Linked DNA regions of Lactuca sativa: region 2 is linked to region 1. A link is a contact called in public Hi-C data. All regions are on one chromosome and are shown on one strand. Each heading gives the region's core, a stretch centred on a gene start, on an enhancer-like site or on the middle of the called end of the contact. The rest is flanking DNA. Distances are from core to core; before and after follow the strand shown.

Region 1 (4,445 bases), core at 1,744-4,243:
AAAATTATAGGCTCAACTTAAATATAAATTTTATTTAATTTAAACAACCCAAAGATTATTTTATAAATAGTTAAAAATGATAAATTGTAGTGTCTTTCTAATAATAATTGTAAGTTGGTTAATAAGGTTAAATAAATATCAAACCTAAAGTGTAATCATAAATAGACTAAATTTCAATTTTAAAATAATATCTTTACTTCTATTTATAAAGTTATGTCTTTAAATTTTAACATATTATACTTAATTTATTAGATTTAAAATGTTGTTGCATGTGAACCTCTATCAGTTTAAAGCTACAATTTTTGAACAGTTTGGACAAAATACTTAAATTATTAATTTAAATATAACATTACAGTGTCAACTTAAATATAAATTTTAGTTCCACTAAAATAACCAAATAATATTTTGTAAATAGTTAAAAGTGACAAATTATAGTGATAAATGCAAAAACTAAATTGTAATATTAGTTTAACTAAAATATATCCTAAATATATTTATATAATCGTTAAAAATTTTCAAATAAGTAACTTAAAATAACTTATAATAACAATAGTTAAAAATAACTCTATATAAATGATTATATTGTTACCTTTAAAATCAAAAAAATAATGTGTGATGTTTTAAATAATTATAATAATAGAAATTAAAACATTAAACAAAGAAATTTTAAAAAATTAGTTAAAAATAACAACTATAAATAATATTAAACCATATTTAATATTTAATTTTGTTAATGTATAACTCGCGAGTAGAACTTATTCAAACGATTGAGATTATGATGTTATAATAGATTTATATAATATCATATAATTCAAAATAATCAATATATTATATCAAATTAATATACGAATTATTATATCAAATTTAACAACAACGTTAGTGTTATATTTTAAAAAATATATAGTTGTAAAGATTTCAACTATATAGGTGTTTCTGCGCATTACAATGTCAACTCAAATATAAATTTCAGTTCCAATTAAAAAAACTAAAGAATATTTTGTAAATAGTTAAAAGTGATAAATTGTAGCGATAAAAGCAAAAACTAAATTGTAATTTTGATTTAACTAAAATATTTCTTAAATATATTTTTATAATCGTTAAAAGTTTCCAAATAAGTAGCTTAAAATAACTTACAATAACAATAGTAAAAAAAACAACTCTATATAAATGATTATATTGTTAGCTTTAAAATAAAAAAAACAATGTTTGATGTTTTAAATAATTATAATGATAGAAATTAAAACATTAAACAAATAAGTTTGAAAAAATTAATTAACAATAAAAACAACTATAAATAACATCAAATCATATATCATATTTAATTTTATTCATGTGTAACTCGCGAGTAGAAGTCATTCAAACGATTGAGATTATGAAGTTATAATAAATGTATATATTATCATATAATTCAAAATAATCAATATATTATAACAATTTAGTATATACAAATTATTATATCAAATTTAACAACAATGTTATTGTTATATTTAAAAAATCATATATTTGTAAAGACTTCAACTATATACGTGTTTCTGCGCAACGCGCGGGCATTCGCCTAGTATATATATATATATATATATATATATATATATATATATATATATATATATATATATATATATATATATATAGGTAGGTTCAAATGTTTCTCACACCTATTTTGTGCTACAATGCACCAATAGAATTTAGTATTAATTATATGTATATTAAATGTTATCCATACTTATAACTTATTTTTATGGAAAGTAATTAAATTCGTTATTAATGTCAACAATAATATTCTTTCAATATGAATTCATATATAGAAGAATGAGAGTGCATTCCAGCAGAATGAGAGTATATTCTAGTAGAATACACTCTCGTTCTTCATATTCCATGAAACTTTATTGTATTTTAAATGAGTGAGTCCTAAAACAAAATACGAACCCATATATTAAAATCTGGGTGCGAATTCATTCTAAAAGAATGTTATTGTTGACATTAATGACGGATTTAATTAATTTCCATAAAAAAGAATTATAATTATGGATATCATTTAATATACATATAATTATGGAAATCATTTAATATCTATATTTATTTAATTAAATAATTATTTAATTTTACTAAATTCATATTGGTGCATTGTAGCACACAATAAATGTAATATATATATATATATATATATGGAAAATTGAATATACCCTTAAGGGTATATAAGGATAGGTACCCTAACCCACCATAATACATCGTTTTGTTTGATATATTTATTATAATGTTCTTAAACTTCAACCTTAACTTGATTACTTTCAAGATTTTCGAAATTTCACTATTATCTTTCTCTTACATCACATCTTTATGTCGAACACCTACTAGGCTTTATATATTATAGTTAAAAATTAAAATTGTGTAAGAGGAAGATAAATATGAAATTTATATAAATCTTGGAATTAAATCAAGTTAGAAGTTGAATTAGAAGAACATTGGACAATTACAATATGTATATATGATACAAAACGAAATAATATTGTGAGTTTGGGTACCTAAGTGAATATACCCTTAAGGGTATATTCACTTATATATATATATATATATATATATATATATATATATATATATATATATATATATATATATATATATATATATATATATAATCGGTTCCGACGAGTATTCGACAGGTAACGGTTCCAAAAAAATAGAACCGGAACCGCTTAAGGTGGTTTCAATTCTAGAACCAACAATTTAGAGGCGCTTCCGGTTCCAAAATCGGGTATCCGGTTCCGATGCGCATCATTAGATAAGGGTATATCAGTTATTTTAAGTTGGCTAGGGACCAACAAAGTAACAAAATAAAACTATAAGAATAATCCGAGTTAAAAAATAAAGTTAGGGACTAAACTCATAATTTACTTCAAACCATATGGACCATTTGTTTAATTTACTCTTTATTTTATGACCAAAAAATTTTTAAAAATTATTCGGCGACCAAATTTGTAATGTTCTCTTATTTATAATTACTTTTTCATATCCTTTCTAGAGAGAGGGTAGTCAACGATAGAGGAAAGATACCGACCTACTCAAATTGATCCTTGTTCGAAAGAGAAATTAAGGAAGGAGTTTTCCGAAATTGAAGTATAAGCTTGCAAACTGGAGAGCTTAGAGAGGGCGTCTGCTAAAAGTTTGGTGCTGCTGGGAATTTGGGGTACGTTCCCTAAACTGATAACTTGATGAATCACAAATTATCAAGAAAGAAATGGAAGCGTTTAGCTGTTAATGAAGTTTTTATATAATTTATTAAGTAAATTTAATCAAACAGTGAAAAAAATGTCAATTTGGAATGTGAGAAATCGTATTATGACCTAATTTAGTCCAAAGTTGTGAAGTTTTTGAATTAGTGTAGTTAGGCGATCAAATTAATCAATTCGTGAAGTTAGTATGCTGTTGTGTATGTTATAAACGAATGGAATTTGGAAGTAAATGAGCCTAATGATATGTGTATGAGTTGTCGATACAAAAATAAAATATAACAGGCGGATTGGTCCGTTGTGCGCTGCTGTTTTTTTTGAGCAAATCCAAGTAAGCTTGGCACTATTTGAATTCGTGTTTCACTACGTTTAAGAACCAAATACTTAGGGGAATTCAGTAAAGATACTAAAATTTTTAAATCGGATTCAAGTTATAGGTGTTAGTGGTAAAGCAGAACGTCATAAAGGTAAGCGTTGTGAAGACCTTATGATGATTATGAGTGTGAATTTTAGTACATGGTATGCTTTTGAAAGTTGTGATGTAGTGACTTAGTGAAGAAATCTTGAAGGCTATAAGTTTCCTCTGTCCTAGGAGAGATAGATGTTGACATCAAATTAGTAATATTAACATATCCCTTGCTGTACTAAAAGAATGAAAAAGTGGCAGCAATGATGTGTAAAATTATTGGAAGATCATGATTTTAAAGATGAAAGTGGTAGTGTGGGACCATTTATAGGGAATCCATACTTTTAGTAACTTTCCTGTAAATAGACATGTCCTGATGGGATGTTTCGTGTTTTTTCATTAAGAAAGACTTGGATTCTGGTTCTGACAAGGTTTTTCTACATGATAACAGGTTTTATTGGAAAGTGGCATCTCTCTATATAAAGCTCCTTTCATTGGGCTGCTTAAACCACATACATTCCATCTCAACTAATCAACACAACCATGGCATCTTCATCATCATCATCTCCTCCTGCTCCAGCATTTTCTTCTCAATCATTGAAATACAATGTCTTTCTTAGCTTTAGAGGAGAAGACACTCGCAAGACTTTTGTGGATCATCTCTACACAGCTCTTGAACAACAAGGGATCTACACTTACAAGGACGATGAAACGCTTCATCGAGGCGAATTGATTGGTCCATCGCTTTTTAAGGCCATAGAAGAATCACAAATTGCTGTCATCATATTCTCTGAAAACTATGCAGATTCATC
Region 2 (4,332 bases), core at 957-3,456, 350 kb after region 1:
TCCAACAACTACCTATCATTTTTTGCTTAGTATAGTTCAATTGACATCCAGAACATGAAAACAAAACGTGTTTAAAATATGCTAAAATAACATATTCATTATATTTACAAAAAGGACTCAACATGAAACCGTAGAAAGTAACAGTTGCATGACATTCCACTGAGTATCAAAAAATAAAAACTTAGAAGTTATGGACCCAAACATCCATTCACCAACTCAATAAGAGACCATGATTAAAGTTTGAATGGTATTGAACCATAAAAACACCTCCAACGATTAAATGGCATAGCCACAAAGTTGTAAGAAAACAAATAGTTAAAGCAAAGGTAATAGCTTCAACCTTATGTTTAAACATCTTCTCATGAATCACATGTATAAATGGGAGATGGAGCTGCTTTCAAAGTTTCTGTTGAAAATAAAATTGCAAAATCCTTCTCATGAATCACACACATAAAGAAAGAGACACACACATATACACAACTACATACAGTTATAGCATTGTACTTTCAAAGTACAATGGTTTAATAAGAAAAATAATTAAACAATTTTAAAAAAAATGGAAATAGAAATGGGGAAGATGCTATATTAGAAAAATAAAATGAATGTACATTGCTATTTTTTGCATTTAGCCCCTGATTTGGCTAAATGCAAGAAATGACAATGTCCTTTCCTATGTTTGTCTATTATAACATTATACTTTCATTTCCATCTTTAATTATTGAACTTTATTTTAATACTTTTCTTATAAACCATTGTATTGTTAAATTACTTTCATTTATTTGTCATCCTACTTTCATTAATTTCAATTACAACATTGTATTTTTTAAAGTATAATGTTGTGAATGGAATAAATGAAAGTTGGATGATATATTAAACTAATTCATGAAAATAACTTGATATTTCTTGAATTTAGTGTATTATATCATATCCTATTTTTAGTTTTTCTATTACACATGTGCACAAACAAACCAAATATGAGTTTTATAATAGATACAAAACAACATTATATCATAAATAGACCACATCATCATTTTTTATTAGCTCACATAGATTCAAGGTCTAGAAAGGATGACACATGTCCTCACCTTCCCTATATTCTCATTATCTCCTTGCACTGGATGAAGACAAAAGAACTCCCCAAGCTAGATGGTAAATATAATCATTAAGGTAGCAAAAATGGAGAACATGAAAACATGATTTTTTTTATGTAAATAATAGTGTCAAATATCGACATCAGGGAAAGATAGTTGTAAGAAAGTCTGGTAAGTTTAAAGAACAACCTAGTTTTGACGCATCTTAAACTGATGCAAAACCTTTGTAAACTTTCTTCACCAACACATGGGTTTGATAGATCCAAAACTACCAAAATCAATACATAAATGTTTTTTTTTAATACGCTAGAAGTCAATATTTTCATGGAATCAACAATATCGGGTCAAATCTGATCCACTTAATAATATGGTATGAAATGAATGTATTCTGGACTAAGTGGTTATTTAAAAAAAATAAAAAAATTAAAAGCGGTTATTTTTTTTTAAAAAAAATTACAATACAAAAATGGTTAGATTACGCAATTTCCCTATAAGAAAACAAAACGTCAAAAAAAAAATTAAAAATGTATTCGAACAAAACATTAAAAAAATTATTCGAACAAAACATAAAAAAAACATTAATAAATGTATTTGAATAAAACGTCAAAAAATTTAAGAATTTTATTTGAACAAAAAGTTACACAATATAAGCGAAAAAAATATTATATTCAAACAAAACATCAAAAAAAAATTAATTCATAAAAAATATAAATAAATAAAATATAAAGATAATAATCAATAGAAAAAATTACAAAATGATCCATGTGGCTTGACTTAATTGGAAAAATTAATACTGTTAGCCAAAAGGATCGTCTTTGCAACATTTTGAAACCACAAGGACCAAATATGCAAACAATTCGTTATAAGGACTCAAGTTGGTTTATTTTGTCAAACACAAGGACCATTTATGTAATTTCGTCTTAATTATATGTTTATTAACTTTATAAACCGAGGGAGAAAAATCTTTTTTGAAATATGAACATAAGGACCAAAACGGCAAACTAAATTATTTTAGGAACAAAACCTTAAAAATATAGATAAATTCAGGGACCAAAACTGCAATATACTCTTATTATTAGTACTTTCTCATACTTTTTTAGAACTGTGAGAGAATAGTCAACGATGGAGGAAAGACTCCAACCTACTCAAATTAATCCAAGTTTGAACTTGAAAGAGAAATTAAGGAAGGTATTCTGCCCAAATTGTAGTATAAGCTGGCAAAGTGAAGAGATTAGAAAGGACGTCTACTAAAAGTTTGGTGCTGCTGAGAATTTGAGGTACGTTCGCTAAACTGATAACTTGATCAATTATAAGTCATCAAGAAAGAAATGGAAACGTTAAGCGGTTAATGAAGTTTTATATAATATATTAAGTAAATTTAATCAAACAGTTAAAAAAAAAGGTCGTTCCGGAATGTGTGAAACGAATTTTGACCTAATTTAGTCAACGTTGTGAAGTTTTTGAATTAGTGTAGTTAGATGATCAAATTAAGCTATTTGTGAAGTTAATATGTTGTGTATATGTTATAATGAATGGAATTTGGAGGAAAACGAGCCTAATGGTGTGTATATGTATCGTCGATACAAGCAGAAAACATAACAGGAGGATTGGTCTGTGTTTTGTTAAGCAAATACAAGTACGACTTGGCACTATTTGAATTCGTGCTTTACTACGTTTAAGAACCAAATGCTAGGGGAATTCATTAAAGATATTAACTTTTCTAAATAGGATAAAAGTTATAGGTGTTCACGTAAAGCAAAAAGGTCATAAAGGTAAGCGGTTAATCATGGTGGGAAGATATGTATCAATTCATTTAAATGAACAATATTGCTAGGTTGGATTTTGGGGTGAGAATGTACAATGTAGAAGCGTGGTGATTAAATGTTGAAACTACAAAACTTGATTATTAATATAAGGGAACTATAATTACTTTTTCATTATCTTCACTCTGTTGAAAGGCTTAAGACTTGAGAGAGAAGAGTCAAGTGGTGCATGAAAGGCTTCCACATGCTCAAATTGATTCAAGATATTAAAGGAACAAATCCTATGAAATTGAAGTATAAGCTTGCAAAGTAAAGATTTAAGAAAGGAAGTCTGCTGAAGTTTGGTGTTGCTGGGATTTTTCACCAAGTCTTTTCAGAAAAATCTCAATGTAGAACTATAAGCAAAATATTAAATGTATAATTTAATTGTGTTAAAACTAACTCATATCACCTAAATCAGTTCATGTCTATCTTTTGAATTATAGCTTGTATTATACATTTAAAGGAGTTTGTATCACCAAAAAGTTAATGACTAGTTATGAGATTTTCTACATGGTGTCCAGTTACTCCAAATATGAGTTTTGACAAGTTTTTTTTTTTCTTTTTTTTTTTTTACATGATAACAGCTTTTACTGGAAACTCACATCAGTCTGTATAAAGTTCATTTCATTGAGGTTCTCAAACCACATACTCGCAACATATGAACACATCAATGGCATCTTCATCATCATTTTCTCCTTCTGTTCCGGAATTTTCTTCTAAATCGTGGAAGTATGATGTATTCCTTAGCTTTAGAGGAGAAGATACTCGGAAGACTTTTGTGGATCATCTCTACTCAGCTCTTGAACAACAAGGGATCTACACCTACAAGGACGACGAAACACTTCCTCGGGGTGAGTTGATTGGTCCAAACCTTATGAAGGCTATAGAAGAATCACAGATTGCTGTCATCGTATTCTCTGAAAACTATGCAGATTCTTCATGGTGCTTACATGAACTTGCACATATCATGAAATGCAAGGATACTGGAAACCAAATCGTTTTGCCCATATTTTATAATGTGGATCCATCTGATGTGCGAAAACAAAAGCGAAAATATGGAGAAACATTTTGCAAACATGAGTTGGAGAACAAGAGCAATGTTGAATCTTGGAGAAAAGCACTCGTGGATGCAAGTAACATTTCTGGATGGGAACCCAAGCACATTGCCAATGGGTAATTTTCTTCTTTGTTTTTGTACAACACAATTATACTTTTATCTTAGAAGTTTTTATCTAAATGTTTTGATTATTCGATGATGTTGATGAACTAGATAAACACAGCCTCTACTAGATCAATTTATCATTTTGGTAAGTTAAAAGACATGTGTCAAGTCCTAGGATTATGAATAACCTTAAATGAAGTTATGATGGACTTCGCTGAGCTCTAATTCTAATCGCATACTTGATGCCTCCCTTCAAGCTGCAACAACACATCCA

What was found. A called contact is a pair of places that touch in the nucleus more often than the background predicts.
Region 2: a contact with region 1 is called in a Hi-C map of leaf, with 4 times the contacts expected there. The contact joins the promoter of LOC111900591 here to the promoter of LOC111906278 in region 1. A contact is called at or near these places in 2 of 4 Hi-C or Micro-C datasets (leaf and seed).

What each region holds. Positions count from the first base shown.
Region 1 is chr8:73,193,479-73,197,923 of Lsat_Salinas_v11, forward strand. It overlaps LOC111906278 (disease resistance protein Roq1), which reads left to right and starts at 2,994. Exons shown (of 6, transcript XM_023902040.3): 1 at 2,994-3,184; 2 at 4,085-4,445. The coding sequence starts at 4,177.
Region 2 is chr8:73,545,051-73,549,382 of Lsat_Salinas_v11, forward strand. It overlaps LOC111900591 (TMV resistance protein N), which reads left to right and starts at 2,207. Exons shown (of 6, transcript XM_052766826.1): 1 at 2,207-2,368; 2 at 3,481-4,069. The coding sequence starts at 3,555.